2 separate regions of the Mus musculus genome follow, and region 2 is linked to region 1. The links are chromatin contacts, called in public ChIA-PET maps. All regions are on one chromosome and are shown on one strand. Each heading gives the region's core, a stretch centred on a gene start, on an enhancer-like site or on the middle of the called end of the contact. The rest is flanking DNA. Distances are from core to core; before and after follow the strand shown. Region 1 has its middle 18 kb from the start of Gem. Region 2 has its middle 51 kb from the start of Pdp1.

Region 1 (6,132 bases), core at 2,896-5,395:
TGTGATCACAGAGACTGTGACAACATGCACAAGACGGCCAAAGTTTCTAACCAAACACAATCCCAGCACTGAGAAGGGGAAGTGAACACAAAGTCCCAACTTTAACCAAGAAACTATTTGCAATTCATACCTGCTGGGAAAGAGAAAGTTTGCTTCCTTCAATGGGATATCACTGAGGGTATCAGCCACACTCCGGGACATGCCCAACAACCAGAATCCATGCTTTGGAGGATTTAGGGGGGTTATTTTGCTTTCTCTTTTAATGTGCTATTGTATTGTTTTGGTATCTCTTTGTCTTACTGGCTGTTTCTTTGTTTTGATTTTTTTTTCTTTTTGAGAAGGACAAGGAGCTAACATGAAATTGGATGAGAAGAGAGGTAAGGAGGACACAGGACAACTGGAGAAGGGGAAAGAATAAAATATAGTATACAAAACTTTTAATGAAAAAAAGAAAAACAACCAGAGTGAGATACCACTACACCGTCTGTAGAAATGGTTATTAAATATTTCAAGTAGAAACCAGGAAGTGTTGGTCAACAGATGAGAAGTTATATCCCTTCTACACGTGGTGGGAATGTGAATGGTGCAGCCACGGAGGAAAGCAGATGCTAGTTCCTCAAAAAAAATCAAAAAACACTTACCATTTTTTAGAATATGCTCAAAAGAGTTGAAGTTAGAGGCCTAGGATATTGCTCAGTGGTAGAGAACTTGTCTAGCATGCCTGAGACTCTGTGTTCAACCATGAATACCACGAAAATAAACAGAAATTGAAAGTGAGAGTACAAGCAGGTATTTTACACCCATGTCCTCAGCACACTATTCAAATAGTCCCAAACAGGAAGACGCCTGAGAATCCATTACCAGTGAAGAGAGACAAAGTGTACAAGTTTAGAGAGAAAGAGCACGCACAATCATCTGGACTGACAGTGATCCATCTAAGAGCCAAAGACCACCTATCAAAAAACCCCAGTGCCAGACATAAGAGGCTCTCTTTTGAGTTGTTGGCTAAAGCTGGTTAAGAAAGTCCCAAGACATACATCTTATTGCTATTGCCCTTGGTTACACTCCAGAGGTGGGAGGTAAGTCTCTATTGGTGAAGACACCATGCACTTGAGAAACAGAACCCAGGGGACCCTGAGCTGGAGCTGACCTCAATGCCCCCTCCCTGAGGACTAGTTTTCATAGTACTAGAAGGCACCACACAAGCTTCCAAAGGAGAGAGCCAACCAACCCATGAACACATCAACAACCAGCATGGCATGATAGCCCTAGGGGTTCGGCAGTGGCACACATACATTGATGACAACCAACATCTCTCTAACTGGACTCAAGACCAACCAACAAGAGAGATAGCAGGTAGGACAGTGGTGGCACACACCTTTAATCCCAGCACTTGGGAGTCAGAGGCAAGCAGATTTCTGAGTTCAAGATTGGCCTGATCTACAGAGTGAATTCCAGGACAGCCAGAACTACACAGAGAAACCCTGTCTTGGAGCAACAGAGAGAGAGAGAGAGAGAGAGAGAGAGAGAGAGAGAGAGAGAGAGAGAGAGAGAATACCTGGTACTTGAAACCTAGCTAACTAATTAGTGCTAGTGAAGTTATGGTTATTAGAGGAGAATTTACAACCACTAATTTACTAAACCAGCCTAATTCCTAACAATGATCAATAAGCCTTTGTCCTTATACTCACAGGCAAGTGTAGTCTTCACCCCTCATCAAGGACACTTCTTTTTGCAACAGGCAGAAATGTCAACCAATAAAAATGCATCATTGTGGAGCCCAGTCCCAATGTATACGTCTACAAAATACTTCCCCACTTAAGGCTCAGGGAACATTGCTGCAGAAGGGGAGGAAAGACTGTAAGAGCCTGTGAGATTGTGTCTTCTAGTAACATCAGAAGTTATAACCGTAAAATCTCACCAACATGACTGCCCAAATGTGAGCTGAACAAGGATCACACCAGTGAGCATGCCAAATCGATGGAGGAAAACCCCACAAGGCCTCAACCCTACACAAAGACCGACAGGAAACGGAGGAAAGCTGGGAACAAGAGAGGTGGTCCTCCCAGGGGAGAGCACACTGATAGCCACTCACTATTAAAAAAACAAAATCATCCCTGAAAGCACACATACAAGTAACACTATATGGACTCAACAGGTCATACTTAGGAGAATGTGTATATAATGCATACATGCATGCAATGGCAAGGAATGAAAAATTACCATAAATCTGAAGGAAAATGGGGAAGGGCATATGGGAGAGTTTGGAAGAAGGGACGGGAAGAAAGAAATGTGTAATTTATTTACAATAGCAAAAATAAACAAACAAAATAAAGGGATCAAGAGGAAGGAGCAGGAAGAGATCTGATGCATGTCCCAACCTGGATGAATCTTAAAGACATTATATGAAAGAAATTATGGACCAGCGGGATGTGGTGCTACACACATTATCCCAGGATTTGGAGGCTAAGGGAAGAGGGAAGGGGGTTAAGGAAAGACTGAACCCCATGGCTAGACTCTCTAAAAATTAAAAAAAGTCACAGGGCGAGGAGGCAGCTAGCTATCCACTCAGGTGAGCTGCCTGAAGCGCTAAAACTCATAGATGCCAGAAGTGGGATGGAGGTTTCCCAGGCTGCAAACGGCATTCTAACCCTGGTACAGGCTGGATGACAGAAACTGGATACGGATGGTGTAATGTCTGCAGGGCCCTGAACATACCTAAGGTGAAGAACTGTGCTCTTAGAGTGGTAACTGTCACTTCAGGCACATCTTGAATATATTTGCTACTGTTTGTTTGAGAGTGTTTGTTATACAAGCACACAGAGGATGTTGATCAAATCCATCCCCTGCTCTCTTTCCTCCCACTCCTTCTGCTCCCCTGCTACTATATTTCCATCCCAGCTATAAGCACTCACAAGTCAGTGGCAGAGTGGTTGCCAAGCATGCACGGGACCCTGGATTCAAACCCAGTACATAGTTGACCACAGACTCCTCTTTCGTTGAAATTGACATGAGCTGAGAGCAAATGGCCTGAGAACACACTCTTAGAAAATCTGACGTGTGACACCGCACCTGAACCTTCAGGGATCCTGAGCTCAGTAGAGTAAGGCTTGTGCTGGAGAGAAGACCGATGGGATAGTCACGACAGGAAGATGGCGGCCTCTGTGAAGTGTGTGTGTGTGGGGGGGGGGGAACTGGAGGAAAGCTCAAGAACCAGCCGTAGCGGGAAAGGTTTCTGTGTCCACCTCAGGCAACCAAGAGCAGAGCGGAAGTGCAGCTCAGGGGTGGAACCCGTCAGTATATGAGGCCTGGCACTCACTCTCCAACACCACGGGCACCTACGAGGTACTCCTGGGTGATGCAGGGATTAAGGCTATCCTTCTCTTGGAAGTTCAGAAGCATAGGCACAAGATTATAGACAAGAGGCCTTTGTCAATACTGCCCCTACTCATGCTCCCAGGAGGTGGAGGCTGCTAGCCTGCAGTATGGCTAGCCGCCATCTTGTTCCCGTGCAGTGCACAGACTACATCACCATCTCAGGACTTCCTAGAGGCTTCTTGAATTTTTCAACCTGTTCTCAGTTGCGGGGGTTGGGGGGAACATCTTTGGCCAAGGAGTGTGTTCTCTGGGAAATCCAGAGAACAGAAGTATAAAGAATAGAGAACTTATTCAATGTATGTAGTTAATTTCTTCATTAAGATGTAATAATCTGGTTGAAGGAGGCTAAAACAGGCTAGGCAGATGGTTCAGTCAGTGAAGTGCTTGCCAAAAAACCACGTAGGTCTGTGTTTGGATCTCTAGCACCCACCCTTTCCAAGAAAGCACATGTCTGCAACCTCAGCTTGTGGGGTAAGCAGAAAGAGGGACGTCCTAGGTGTCACTGGCTGGCTGCTCAGGTTCAAGTTCAGTGAGACACTGTCTCAAAAGAGGGTGGAGGATGATTAAGGAAGATACTTCATATCAAAGCACATGGGCACAAACACACACACACACACACACACACACACACACACACACACACAAGAAAACAAGAACGTGGAAGGTACTCCTTACAGCCAGGATGCAGCTGCATTTTAGCACCTTCCCCTTTCAGCTATCTTTCCTGACCATGTCAGTCAGCCTGCTTCCGCTTCTGTGGCAAACATCTTGCCTTACTCACAGTTTTGACCAGAAACACCTTCGAGGCCCCCGGGGCCCATTTGTGTATGGTGTGGAGAACTGTTCTTCTCACAAGCAGGGGAATGAACCAGTTCACCCTCAAACTGGGGTTTGTAATCAGTCAAAGATCTTTATCTGCATCACCAAAAATAGAGTGCTAATTGACAGTCTGTACAGAGGCTCTCAAAGGCATAACAAAGGAAATCAAATTAAGAGTTCCCTCCCTCAGCTGCCAGAAGAGATGGCACTGGCACTGTCCCAACAGCTAATGTTTCTAACTCACTTTAAATATTCTGAAGAACAGTGATCAAGGCCGGTGCAATGTAAGCAAAAAAAAAAAAAAAAAAAAAAAAACAGAAAAGTGTTGGTCTCTATGCTGAACGGTGCTAGGTAAGCTGAAGGTGGACATCAAGAGAACCACAAAACCCAAAGGTCTCCCCCCCCCCCCATGCAACTGGGGTGCCTGGAATCTCCCTTAAACATCATCAAAGTAACTGAAGTGCAGACAAGCTCAGGGCCAGCTCATGCGCACAGCACGTTAATGATCCTGTAGGGACCAAGATACCCACTCTTTATCCCTTATCCCAGTCTGTCATCTTAAAAACCCTCTGGAGTCTTAAACCCTTGTTCTTTTGTGTTGAGAGGGTTTAAGAGTCCATTCATAGCTAGCAAAACCAGGGCCAGGATCTAAGACTTCCTACTCTGAGCCCAGTGTTCTCTGGATATAAAACAAACCCCTTCTCAGATTCTCTAACATAATCCTTTCACCTGACAGAAGCCAGAAACCTGGGACAAGTGAGTTTTGTTAGACATGTGCTAGGAAGAGTGGTCTAGAGAATGTCATATATGTAAGAAGGTTACCAAAGAGCACACCTGCCTGCGGTGTGAATACCCAGGTGATATGGCGGTATACCCTTATCACCTCAGCGATTATCTGAGACCTATAGCTCAGGGTTTTACCTGTAGCAAGTACCACTCAGTGTCAAATTCAGGATAGTTTTCTGTATAAAAAGGAGCAGCGGACCCACAGCCAAGGTCCTCTCAATCTCTAAGTGCGAATCATCTTTGGAGTCAAGAGATCCACATGTGCTGCCATGTGACAGGGCCCAAAATAAACATTAGCCGCTCCCATCCTCATCAACAAAGTCTGTTGGCAATGACTCGGATAATTCACACATGACAGCTAGCATATGCCTCTCAGAGCACCCCTTGCAATGGCAGTGGGGCCCATGTCGGCCGCCTGCCTCCTTGTCTCTCTATTCTTGGATGTTTGCAGTCCTTGTCCAAAGACATCTGGAGGCCCTGGTTTCACTTATTCTTATTTTTCCAACCCAACTGAGGACTCCATTTTCCCAGTTGTTCCTCCTCAAATCCAAGATCCTCACAAGCTGTTTCCAAATATTGAAACACATTATGGCAGGCCACCCGCTCCATCTTATAATCAAGTAGATGAAACACAGAAGGCAGTTGCCTTTGGATTCTTTTAACTAGGATTTCCACTCCTACCTCATTGCTTTGACTGGTCTAGTGTTTACAGAGAAAGAAATAACTACTTTCAAATATGTCTGATTGTGGCTTTTTAGACAAATTAAAGCTGAAGGCTTAAGCTGACTGCCTCCTTACCCTGTTCCATTCCCATGTTCTAATAGTCACACATGTGTACTTCCCTGGTAAATTTGGATGCTCATGTCCCCAGTAGGATACCAGAGCATCATATGAAAGCTGCACATTTTCTTTACTCAGACACCCATGTGGGGCCTCTGGGTGATGCTCACAGGACCACGCCTCAGCATCTCTCACACGTCGTGATTTTTCTTACAGCCTAATGGTAAACTGGAGGTTAAACACATTATGGAGTAGGAGATGCAGGGACACCTTGGCATTCACTTACTTACTTATGTGACCACTGCCTCAGTAAACCTAATTGAAAGTGGCCTGGGTGAAGTTTCTGAATGGGGATGTTCCTCTTGGATG
Region 2 (6,112 bases), core at 2,253-4,752, 190 kb before region 1:
TGTTTGGTTTTGGAGCTCTCAAAAAAAAAAAAAAAATCCTTTCTTGTTTTTGTTAATACAAAAAGGGAGAAAGCGAGAGAGACAAATGAGGACGGGAAAGGGATTTTCCAGCATTTTCCTAAAACATCTACTTACAAACACCAGCAAGACAATTTATTCTAACATTGCAGCAAAGACTTTCCAGGCACCAAAAAACAAGGCGTATTGCAACAACTTTAAGACAAATTGCTGACAACACCACTTCCCGAGGAGTCAGAATTTTCCAAGCACTTGTAAAGACTTAAGCTCTTCTATGCCCTTAGAGATTATTAAATTTCAGTCCCCGTGAGATGTTTGTCAATGTTTCCAGAGGCCAGGGAAGAGCCATGTGGCATTAAAGGACAAACTTATGCTTACCAAGAAAAGAAAATTACATACGGAACAGGGACGATGTGACTCATCTGGTAGAGTACTTGCCTAACATACAAGATGTTCTGAGTTTGATTCACTCCTCATAAACCTGGCACATTAACGAGGGCCTAAAATCCCACCATAGGGAGTTGAAGGGAAGAGGATCAGAAGTTTGAGGTCTTCCTTGGATCTTGGATATGTTGCAAGATTGAGGCCAGCGTGGTCTACCTGAGACCTTGTTTCAAATTATATCCTAGGGGTTTTGTTTTGTTTTGTTTTGTTTTGTTTTGTTTTGTTTTGTTTTGTTTTGTTTAATGGAAAATGGCTGGACAGGTGACTTGGCAATTAAGAGAATACACTGTTTCTGCAAAGGACCACAGTTTGAGTCTCAGCACCCAAGTTGGGCATCTCTCATCCACCTGAAACTCCAGTTCCAGGAGGTAATCCCTCTGGCCTCCACAAGCCCCTGCCCTTCTGTGGATACACACTCCCACCACATACATAGAATTGAAATTTTACATGGGTGCTAACTTGTTTTACTATGTGCTGTGTGCTTGGACTATGTAGTATGATCATCTACTCTTGATTCAATTATTAATTAATCCCATATATAGTTATTAATGATCATCAGATTCTTATCCCAGTAGCTTGTAATGTCAACTGTAGAAGGTGTTGAGCAAATGACAGACATTGAGTAACCACCTATAACTGTCCTTAGTTTATGGAGAAGAGGTTGATGTGTTGTATAATGGAAGGAATAGTTTTAAGAGCACGTGGGAAATCACTGCAAAGAAGGCCACCAGATTTCCCTCCTGATGATTTAAGGACTCATCACCCCAAGAGATGGGATCTTTTATGTCTAGGCAGACCCCATGATTTGCTTTGATTAGTAGAATGTAAAGATAAAGGACACTGTGTTGGCTGGTTTTATGTCAACTTGACACAAGCTAGAGTCATCTGAAAGGAGGGAACCTCATTTAAGAAAATGCCCTCATAAGATTGGGCAAAAAGTAGACCAACATGAGTGAAGACCAAGCCTGGCCAAGCTGGTCCAGTGCCCTGTGAAATAGAAATAAGCCCAGACTCCATTGTTGGTCATGAACAATACATGTTTGTTGGGGAAAGCACTTATAACCAGAAATCAGTGGAAGGTATGAGACCAGTTCCATTGGGAAGAAACATAAATACAGGCACACATCCACTGAAATCATGCGGGGGTCTTACTGTCAGCCAGACCTATGAAGGACTATCAAAGCCTTCATTTCTCTGGGCTTTTATTTGTAGCATAATGTCCTCTCTATAGGATTAGTGTTATGGATGAATAGTATCTAGTGACAACCATAGTAAGCACCCAGTAAATGATGGCAAGTCTGAGGAGAAAATATCATAGAGATATAACATAGAGCAAGGCCAGACACATGCAATTATACCACAAAAAAGAGAGGTTAATCTTTTCAAACAACGGAAGTGCCTTCTTTCCCATTCTGTCATATCTATTAGGAAATATTCCTATCAATGCATAGAACTTAAATGTGGTTAGTAAAATAACTTCCTGAATTATTTCTCATATCATTGGCATGGTATGTACATCATGTTACCTTTTTGAACCTGGTTAATAGAGTGATGTTCTTATGTGCAATAAGAAATAGACACAAAAGTACTGGGTGCATGAATCAAGCACAGGGTGTACCTAAAGTCATTAAGCCTTCCCAGTCATCTCCAGCAATTGGCATTGAATTTTCTATTTTGCAGCTAAGGAAACAAGGGACCAAACAAGTGACTGACTCCTTCACCATGGGTTTCATACCAGAAAGTGCCTTGGAATTCAAATCCCTGTGAACCCAACTTCAAAGACTGTGCCCTTTTCCCCAAGCCAAGCCACCTCATGTAAGGTAGTTCTGTATTCAGGCATGAGTCAATAGCCATGTTTTGAAAGAAACAAGTAGATCAAATCCCATGGGCATGGAAGATGTATCTGGGGTAGAGATTAGGTCAGTGTAATCAGTCAGACTAGTCAAGAAATCCAACATGGAGCCTCTCCACAGTCACCATAACTCATCTGCCTATGCTTACAGCTATTAATGTATAACAAGCCTGCCTGGGAATCAATGGAGATCATCTCTCAATAATGCTTAGAGGTATTATTAAAATCTCATAGATCCTCTGATTTTGGGTGGTCCAAATCTATATTCGGAAAAAGTGCAAATGTGTGAGTGAAGGTCTGGTTAGTCTATTTTGGAACACAGACTTGCTGATATCTAAGAAGGGATGCCTTCTAAGATGGCTCAGGCTCAATGACTTCCAGAAGAAAACAAATAGTGTTATTAAGTCCCATGGGGTGGTAGTGATCTGGAAACAGGCCAAGAATTTCTTGTTATGTTATTCACCTTATATCTGTCAATCCAATCTATCAAGGTTAAGTTTGACCTAAAAGCAAGTTAAGAAAAATTCCATCTTCATCCTTGGTACCTGTTTACTATATAAAAGCAGAAGTTAAGGCTGTTCATTGGTTCATCAAAGCATTTGATTGGTTTGAAGTCTCACGTGCAAAGCAAAAGCCAGGATAATTTTCTGGGAGAATTACAAGGAAGAAAAAAACAAAACAAAACACCTTACTAAGCAATAAAGCAAATGTTTTGGTGCTGTAGTGGATATACTAGAGAAGGAGGATCCGACCACCACAGCGGCTGAGGATGAATGGGGGACCCCCAAAGGTGAAGGTGGGTAAAGCGAGGAAGGACAGAAACATGACTCCCAAAGAGGTTTAATTGTCCTCAGAAGAGGTGATGAGTAATGGCTGTTTTCTTATCTGAGCCACAAACAGTCCACCTCTTTGACATGAATAAGAAATAAAGGTATCCATTATTTCCTTTCTGCATATTAAAGACAGAGCCGAAATTACAATGTCTACAATGCAGGGATTAGTCATGCATAATTTATTTCTGAATTAATGTCGCAGTCACAAAGCTAAAGGAGTCAGAGCCTCTGAACCTAGGGCCCCCCCCCGAGAGGCAATGACAGTTGCCTGAAGTAGTCAACAGATGGGGCTGGGTGGCTGCTAACCCCTTTGACTGCAGCAGGCAGAGGGCGTCTGCGCAGAGCACTTAGCTTCCTGCAGCGGCAGGCAGGAATCAATGCCGTCCAACACGCACCAATCAAATCTATACACAGGCCACGCACAATCCGGTAAAGGAGGTCAGAGAAATACGTCCTCAGCCTAAGTAACTCGTGGGCAGCTGACGCACCATGATGTGGGTAGATCTCAGAGAGGCGCTGACGCAGTCCAGGGCTCAACCAAACCCCCTTCCACCACTGGTTCACTGCTCTGTGTCACGCAGCACCAGAGGCCAGACCTTAGGGGGTGCCCACTCTGGAAGGCACAGGAAATTCGTCCCATTTATAAATGATCTCATCTCTTCAAAACTGACATTTTCTCTAACAAAGAAAATGATTTTGTTCTCAGATTCAAAGAAAAGCATCACCTAGATACTTTATGACCTTGCTCCTGGCACAATGAGAAACCAACCACGGCTTTATAGAATCATCCCAGAGCTGGAGGCAGAGCCGTGGCTTCTTGTGAGAGGGCAGACAGCTCCTCTATCTTGGAAGGATAGGGAGGTTAAAGCAACAGGAGGACAGGAACGAGGTACCTAAGACCCTATTCATTTCACACACTGGCAAAGCTTTCCCACTGGCTGACTAAATGCATAGGTGAATGAACAAAAGCTAATAATACCTCAAGAAAAGCAGGTCCTGTCAGCAACAATGTACCATGAAAGCAATTCGGCTACAAGCTCTTCAGCCACTTGGCATTATATGGCAATATCTGAAAACCAGTCCATACTCACTGAAGATTTTATGCATAGTCCTCTGTGCCTCAGTTTCTTCACTTGCAAAAGATGTACCAGACAAGGAAGGGTTAACTGTTTTGAAAAATGAGATGAGGTGCTTAATGAGCCTTTTCATCTGTGGTTTAACTTGCAATCAATTCAGCTGACCATAGTTTACTGTAGTTTAAAAATATTGAATGGAAAATTCCAGAAATAAACAATTTCAGGCGTTTTAAGCTGTGTACTGTTCTGAGGAGTATGATGCACTATCAAGCCATTCCTTTCCAATCCTCTTGGAATGTCAATCATCTTTATCTAGCATCTCCACAGTCTGTGAGCTACCCACCTATTAGCTATTAGCAGTTACCTCAGCAGGACATAAGTCCATGTAGCTTGCTTGGTTTCTTTCTTCTCTCTCTCTCTCTCTCTCTCTCTCTCTCTCTCTCTCTCTCTCTCTCCTTCCTTCCTTCCTTCCTTCCTTCCTTCCTTCCTTTCTTTCTTTCTTTCTTTCTTTCTTTCTTTCTTTCTTTCTTTCTTAGTGTTAGCTCAAGGCTGGAGATTTGGCTTCTACCACGGGGGCAGAGAGTAGAGGCATTGTCTACACCAGTAGGAAAGTAACTGGCTGACTGAGAGCCAGACCTGACTCTAAGCACCTTAGAACTCAGGGACTTAGGGACTCAGAAGAACACCACACTCTCACCATCTCTCTGGACTAGCCACAGACAAGGACTGGATGTCAGCCGCTTCCCTGGTTTGAAAGATACACCTAGCTCATGTTTGCTGTGATTTTCTTTTTTAATTTTCCAGTGGGAAATATACAATAGAAATGTGCAGTGCCTCCCGTACATTCAGACCTACAGGGAATAGAAGGCTCAGGACCCCAGAAGGCAGCCACTGACATCCAAGAGCTCACAGGCAGGCTTCCTCTCTCAGCACTTTCATGCAGCTCTGTCTGCAGGATTCCTGGGAAGCCGCTCAGCTCTGTTGCTCAGCTCGGTTTCCTGGGAAGGAAGAGATTAAGAAAACCCTCAGCAGCTTCAACTGCCTGATGGGAACAGAGCAGATGGACCTTTTAGGAAAGGGCCATTGAGGACTCAATTCCCCAATAAAAAGACATAGGCTAATAGACTGGCTACACAAACAGGACCCAACATTTTGTTGCTTACAGGAAACCCACCTCAGGGAAAAGGAAAGACACTACTTCAGAGTGAAAGACTGGAAAACAATTTTCCAAGCAAATGGTCTGAAGAAACAAGCTGGAGTAGCCATTCTAATATCAAATAAAATTGATTTCCAACCCAAAGTTATCAAAAAAAAAAAAAAAAAGACAAGGAGGGGCACTTCATATTCATCAAAGGTAAAATCTACCAAGATGAAATCTCAATTCTGAATATCTATGCTGCAAATACAAGGGCAGCCACATTCATTAAAGAATCTTTAGTAAAGCTCAAAGCACACATTGCACCTCACACAATAATAGTGGGAGACTTCAACACACCACTTTCATCAATGGACAGATCCTGGAAACAGAAACTAAACAGAGACACACGGACACTAACAGGAGTTATGAAACAAATGGATTTAATTGATATCTACAGAACATTTTATCCTAAAACAAAAGGATATACCTTCTTCTCAGCACCATATGGTACCTCCTCCAAAATTGACCATATAATTGGTCACAAAACAGGCCTCAACAAATACAAAAATATGGAAATTATCCCATGCATTCTATCTGATCACCACGGACTAAGGCTGATCTTGAATAACAAAATAAAAAATAGAAAGCCAACATTCATGTGGAAACTGAACAACACTCTACTCAATTATTCCTTGGTCAAGGATGAAATAAAGAAAGAAATTAAAGACTTTTTAGAGTTTAATGAAAATGA

The links. ChIA-PET counts read pairs in DNA pulled down with a chosen protein or histone mark.
Region 2: an RNA polymerase II ChIA-PET map of effector CD8 T cells shows a contact between it and region 1, with 7 times the contacts expected there. The contact joins two enhancer-like sites. A contact is called at or near these places in 2 of 15 datasets of contacts at CTCF or cohesin (CD8 T cells and pro-B cells), 4 of 484 Hi-C or Micro-C datasets (the HPC-7 cell line, embryonic fibroblasts and natural killer cells) and 6 of 115 datasets of contacts at active chromatin or transcription factors (CD8 T cells, T-cell acute lymphoblastic leukemia, Th17 cells and 3 more).

The regions. Positions count from the first base shown.
Region 1 is chr4:11,719,559-11,725,690 of GRCm38.p6, reverse strand. No RefSeq gene overlaps it. Among named protein-coding and RNA genes, the nearest start is that of Gem, 18 kb to the right of the region's middle. Within about 2 kb of position 4,145, at least 100 of the 459 cell types and tissues checked have an H3K27ac peak or open chromatin away from gene starts, as enhancers often do. A contact at or near this core is called in CD8 T cells, Th17 cells, effector CD8 T cells and 3 more, where this site is marked.
Region 2 is chr4:11,912,186-11,918,297 of GRCm38.p6, reverse strand. No RefSeq gene overlaps it. Among named protein-coding and RNA genes, the nearest start is that of Pdp1, 51 kb to the left of the region's middle. Within about 2 kb of position 3,502, at least 138 of the 459 cell types and tissues checked have an H3K27ac peak or open chromatin away from gene starts, as enhancers often do. A contact at or near this core is called in CD8 T cells, Th17 cells, effector CD8 T cells and 3 more, where this site is marked.